Linked DNA regions of Ovis aries: region 2 is linked to region 1. Evidence: chromatin contacts called from public Hi-C data. All regions are on one chromosome and are shown on one strand. The core of a region is the stretch at or near the end of the contact, and the rest is flanking DNA. Distances in the headings are between cores, read along the strand shown. Region 1 holds the start of HPGD (15-hydroxyprostaglandin dehydrogenase). Region 2 has its middle 53 kb from the start of CEP44.

Region 1 (3,118 bases), core at 164-2,663:
TGACTTTCATGGAAGTTTTTTGGCCCGTTAAAGATGTGCCTAGCAATTTTTTTTACTTAGTCTTTTCAAAAAAAAAAAAAAAAACTTTGTGAAATACAAATGTTCTATTTTCTCATTTTTCCTCGAAATACATGTATTTTCTCATACCGATCTGTTGGACTTCTAAATGACCAAATCTGTTTTTTTGTCTACACCAACACTGTCTCTGGATTGGTCAAGTAGATCCGTCTGTCTTAAGCGAGTAGACAGAAACAGGAAAGCATTGAGGAAAATCTGACAGGAACTTTTCTTCTGCAATACAACTATTATTGTTTTTAAAGCATTTCATAGGGGAAAAATCAGGGAGAACATCTGGTCAAAAGCATCCAGCACAGCTGTGACGACAACCCTTGACCTTGCATTCTAGCATGTTCCAAGGAGAAACATTGCCACATTTGACTGCCATTGGATTCTGCCGTCTTCCAGCTTTCTGGGAGAAGCAGTCTGCCGTAATCCCCTAGCCTACTTTATCTTTCTAAGTTCCATTTGCAAGTTCAATCATTTAATAACTACTGAAGCAGCACTATCTTGGAATACACCAAGGAATTTTGATTACATTATGCGCTGCCAAATGACTAAAAGAAAAGGATTTCTCAAACATGCTTGGCTTTTCTTCCTCCTTAGTTTTTGTATGTCTATTGGGATGTCAGATATCCCTCCTTAGTTTTTTAATGTCTATTGGGATGTCAGGTAGCAGTCGGCTATCTCTTGGAGCTCGGAGGTAGTTACTCTGCAGGAGGTAGCCCCTCCGCCACCCCAAGCTAGCTCTCTGGCGCAGGCTGCCTTCAGGTTGCTACTTGCTCAAAGCGCGCTCTGCGCTGATGGATTGATTTTCCCCTCGCTTACCTCTCAGTTGTTCCTGATCGGCCACATCGCACTGAATAAACAGAGTCTTCTGAGGTTCAAACTTCTCATCCAGGGCAGCTTTACACTTGACACCTGCTTCGAGATTCCAATCGACCAGCGCTACCTACGGACAAAAGGAGAGGAATCGAGATCCTTCGCGCCTGGTAAAACAGGCAGACAGACCGACAGTACAGAGACAACAGGAAGCTCCTCGTTTGGACCTGAGATCGGGCAGTTTACAGATCGGGTTCTCTGTCAGCGCATTCGAAGTCCGCTGGAGTGCGCCAGCCTGGACAGCTCTGGAGGCGGCAAGGAGAGCACCGGGGGCGCAGCCTGGGGCGCTCACTCCCCGGGGCCTCGACTGGAGAGCGGGTCTCGGGTGGGCCGTGCGCCTCGCCGCGCTTACCTTGGCGCCCTTGAGCAGCAGCGCCTCGGCGGAGGCTCGGCCGATGCCCTGGGCCGCGCCAGTCACCAGCGCCACTTTGCCGTTCACGTGCATGTCGCCGCCTGCGCTCGGTGGGCGAGCTCGGCGTCTCCGCGCGGCCGCGGCTTTTAAGGACCCTGCGCGCGCGCATGTGTGGCCGGGCCGCGCTCGCCTGCCAGTGGGCGGGGATGAAGCTGTCAAGCAGCGCCTGCACCCAGGACTGTGTCACCTGGCCCTGAGCGCTCCGGCCCGGCGATCTTTGCCTTCCTGACTCGTAGCCAAACCTGGGAGCCTCCTCCTGCACTAGGGCATGAGACATACGGTAAATAAACATCTCTGCCTCTGTGGAGCTTGTAACCTAAGCTAGCTGGGGAGATGATGATTTGGACGCAGGCTGGCTGGTTAAAGAGCACGCAGAAAGGTTACTCCCCAAGAAGAGATCCCTTCCGTGTGCTGAAGACCACCCCATAAAAGGAGGGCAGAGGAGAAGCTGAAGAGCTTGGAATCCTCCTCTGTGCCCAGGTCTTCCTCCCCACCCCACTCTTCCCCCACACCCCCACCCTCCAAATAATAGAAGAAGAAAAAACAAAACAAAAAACAAAAACAGTAAAGCACGATTTTAGGGGCTGCCCTTTTGTCTTGATCTAAGTTTTTAATTCTTATCTCATGGACATCGAAGTGGGGATGGAGGGAGCAGAGGTGACTAACACCGTTTTTAGGTTTCTTTTTTTTTTTTTTTCTTACTGAATTGTGCTTTAAAGTGCACTGTGCTCTGAACAGAAACCCATGGATCCTGTCTTTCAAGGCTGGAACTTTTAGCAGTCTTGTTGACACCCGGGTTTCAGATCAGTGTCAATTCTGGGTCACTCTGAGAGTGCCTAGCAAGAACTGTCATCACTGACTGCACTGGGCTTCCAGCCTCGCTGTCAGCCTGGTGAGGCGCAGGTTCAATGGAATGTTTGCTGGTTGAGTCATACTAGTTCTGGAGGCTTCCAGTTAAGTATGAGACAGAGGTTCCTGGTCCTCCAGGAACTTGAGCTTGAGCTGTTGCACTAAGATGCATTCAGTTGGGGGTATTCCGCTGACTTTGTCTTTCTCTCTTTCCTGTTATCATCTGCAGGCTTCAGTTCTAGTTCTGTAAACTGAATACCTGCCTGGCATTTATTTTCATGATCAAAGAAATCCAAGTATTGGGGAGACAGAGGTCGGGAAGAAAGCTTACACAACAGGGGATGAATCCTTTGTGTACTTCTTTGTTGCTCCCAAGAGGCAGCAGATGAGGTAACTGGCACGCAGGCACGTATGGGGAGGTTGTGTGAAATATATGTTGTCAGCACACCACTGAAACAGAGGTCTTTATATTGAAAGAGAACAGCAGAGAATTAAAAAAAAAATTAAAAGGAAGCAAAGGAAAACCCAAACCTCTAGAAGCACGTACAGAACATAGCAGAAAGGAAATGCTTTTCTTTATCAGGAAAGAACTAACATAAGAGCCAGAGAGGGAGCCGCTGGAGTGACACAGGGACATGTTCAAAAGCATATGGGAAAAGAGTTTCAGGGAATAAAGGAGTTATTACTAATGCAAAGCACTCTGATAAGCACAGGGAAAGAAGGATGAAGAAATACTTTAAAATTTTCCAGACAATAATTGGTGTCAGTATATTTGCTTTTTAAATTTGATTTTTGTTCATCATGGCTTTTTTTTTTTAAATCAATGTTTATGTTTACTTATATTTTGGCCACATCCTGTGGCTTGTGGGATTTTAGTTCCTTGACCACGGATCAAACCCATGCCCCTGCAGTGGGAAC
Region 2 (2,836 bases), core at 302-2,801, 170 kb before region 1:
TGCCTTATTCCAAAAATATTTTTTGAAAAACAATTGTGCTAGAAGATTACAGTTTAGTAGAGGAAGAGGTCTGAAGCAACCAGTGCACTACAATGTATCAATTCTGGAATAGAAAGTTTGAAGGCTATGTATAGGATGAGGGCTTGATAGACATAATGGAAATCAAAAATTTTTCTAGTTAACTAGTGATATAATATTTCTAACATTCAGTCAGCACTCTTTCTTCTTTCTTTCCCCTTTCTCCGAAAAAAAAGAAAGATAAGGAAGAAAAAAGAGAAATGAAATAACATCAGAACCCACCATGAATGGTTAGATATTTATATTAACTCATATCTTAAACCTGATTTTCTTTCCTTTCTTTTTTTAATCCTGTTTAACTGCATAGTTTTGTTTGACTCATATCATTTTTTTGGCTTCATCTAGCAGCACGTAGAATCATAGTTCCCTGACCAGGGGTAGAGCCTATGCCCCTGAAACGGAAGTGTGTAGTCCTAAACACTGGACCATCAAGGAATTCCCTTGACTAATATGGTAGATAGAAAGAAGGGCTTAATGAGACGCGTGGCTCCAGATAGAAGGGTTAAAGTAAATAACCTTGGGAAAAAAGAGCTCCTGGGAAAGGTCAAAACAACAATAGGGGAAAATGAGATTGTCTGATTTATATGTGTCAAACTGCATTTCACAACATTTTGCTAAAGTTTAATCCCAAGTGATGATGCTTCCAAATACTTCCACTCAAATATTTGTTCATCTTGTTTAAATCCTGGTTCCAGATAGTTCCAGAGCCATCTTGAGGAAATTTCCTAGCTTTTTATTGCTTTAGAGCTTTCATCTATAAAGTGAGCATAAAGGCACTTCACTGTTTTGTGAAGGGGATCAGGATACGCCACCCCAAATTTGCTACTTTGACATATTGATTTTTTTGAACTGAAAGCAACTGAGAAACAGCACATCCAAGAAAAGTCCTTTGTCCTCACCCTTCTACCTAAAAGTAGAGTATGAACTTCCCCCCAGGTGTGCTAGTGGTAAAGAACTTGCCTGACAGTGTAGAAGACCCAAGAGACATGGGTTTGGTCCCTGGGTCAGGAAGATCCCTTTTAGGAGGAAGTGGCAACCCACTCACCAGAGTGATTTCCCAGGATTCCTGCCTGGGAAATCCCATGGATAGAGAAGCCTGGAGGGCTACAGGCTGTAGGGGGTGCAAAGAGTTGGACATGACTGAGCACACACACACAAACTACTCCCTCCCAAAAACCCTGTACCAAGATGAGGATAGCAATTCTTATCCTCAGAGTTGGAGAGCTGGCACCACGGTGAGTCCACATAAAGAAAAACCTGACTAAAATAACACTTTGCTTCCATTAGTTCTGAAGCTGAGTAGAACCTTATGGGGCTCCTGGGCTTGAAATTCTTTCTGTGTCCCCTGTTTCTTGAACTTCCTTGAGTGCTTTAGTTCCAAAGGGCAGGTTCAAACAGTTGCTAATCAGGGAGGGTATGCAGAGACTAGGGAGGAGCAGTGGAGAAACAATTGTGCAACCTTGGGGCAAGGTCCTGGTTCCCCTTCAAGGGATTTTTTGTTCAGTCACTCAATCGTGTCCGACTCTTTGTAATCTCATGGATTACAGCAAGCCAGGCTTCCCTGTCCTTCACCATCTCCCGGAGCTTGCTCAAACTCATGTCCATTGAGTCTGTGATGCCATCCAACTGTCTCGTCCTCTGTTGTCCCCTTCTCCTCCTGCCTTCAATCTTTCGCAGCATCAGGGTCTTTTCTAATAAATCAGCTCTTCACATCAGGTGGTCAAAATATTGGAGCTTCAGCTTCAGCATCAGTCCTTCAGTGAATATTCAGGATTGATTTCCTTTAGGATTGGCTGGCTTGATCTCTTTGCAGTCCAAGGAACTCTCAAGAGTCTTCTCCAACACCACAGTTCAAAAGCATCAGTTCTCCTGTGCTCAGCTTTCTTTATGGTTCAACTCTCACATCCATACATAAATGCTAGAAAACCATAGCTTTGACTGTACAGACTTTGTTGGCAAAGTAATGTTCCTGCTTTTTAATACACTGTCTAGGTTTGTCATAGCTTTTCTTGAAGGGATACACATAACAATATCTTTGAGCTCAACTGCAGAAATAAAACCATCAGCAAATGGAAAATGTTAACTACTTGAGGAAGCATCCAAAACCTCAGGAACCACAGCTCATCAGGAGACCACCTAAAGCCAGATAAAGGAATCCAGTGATCTTCATCAATAACCCTGCCCTTGAAACATTCCTAATGTTTCACCAAATCCCTCCAGGTTGGGACAGACAATTTTTGAGGACACAAGCCACTGTGTCCCCCTTTGCCTGGCAGAGCAATGAAACTATTCTTTTCTACCTCACGCAAAACTCTGTCTCTGAGATTTGGTTTGGCACTGGTGCACAGAGGCCAAGTTTTTAGCATCAGTTTCTCTCATATATATTTTTTCTCACATAATTTATCAGCCTTAGAAGACCCAAATCCCTCTTCTTTTGTCTACTTACTTCAGAGTTTATTGTGCATGTACACACTCAGTTGTGTCTGACTCCTTTGCAACCCCAGGAACTGTAACTCACCAGGCTCCTCTGTCCATGGAATTATCTAGACAAAAATACTGGAATGGGTTGCCATTCCCTTCTCCAGGGGATTGTCTTGAGCCAAGGATCAAACCCACACCTTGCATTGGAAAATGGATTCTTACCAACTGTGACACCCCTACAATTTATTGGCCCTTGTTGAAATGTTCCATAGACCCCTTAATCTGACCACTTCTTGAGGTTTCTCACGTTTCTGTGATGCCTCTGTACATGTAAAAA

The links. Hi-C and Micro-C count contacts between places; a contact is called where the count stands out from the background.
Region 2: a Hi-C map of liver shows a contact between it and region 1, with 4 times the contacts expected there. The contact joins the enhancer-like site here to the promoter of HPGD in region 1. A contact is called at or near these places in 3 of 16 Hi-C or Micro-C datasets (liver, mixed tissues and tail adipose tissue).

What each region holds. Positions count from the first base shown.
Region 1 is chr2:106,310,570-106,313,687 of ARS-UI_Ramb_v3.0, reverse strand. It overlaps HPGD (15-hydroxyprostaglandin dehydrogenase), which reads right to left and starts at 1,413. Exons shown (of 6, transcript XM_027964621.2): 1 at 1,292-1,413; 2 at 886-1,009. The coding sequence starts at 1,384. LOC132659302 (a long non-coding RNA gene) reads left to right here and starts at 1,005. Exons shown (of 2, transcript XR_009599566.1): 1 at 1,005-1,631.
Region 2 is chr2:106,477,831-106,480,666 of ARS-UI_Ramb_v3.0, reverse strand. No RefSeq gene overlaps it. Among named protein-coding and RNA genes, the nearest start is that of CEP44, 53 kb to the left of the region's middle. Within about 2 kb of position 1,551, at least 2 of the 54 cell types and tissues checked have an H3K27ac peak or open chromatin away from gene starts, as enhancers often do. A contact at or near this core is called in liver, where this site is marked.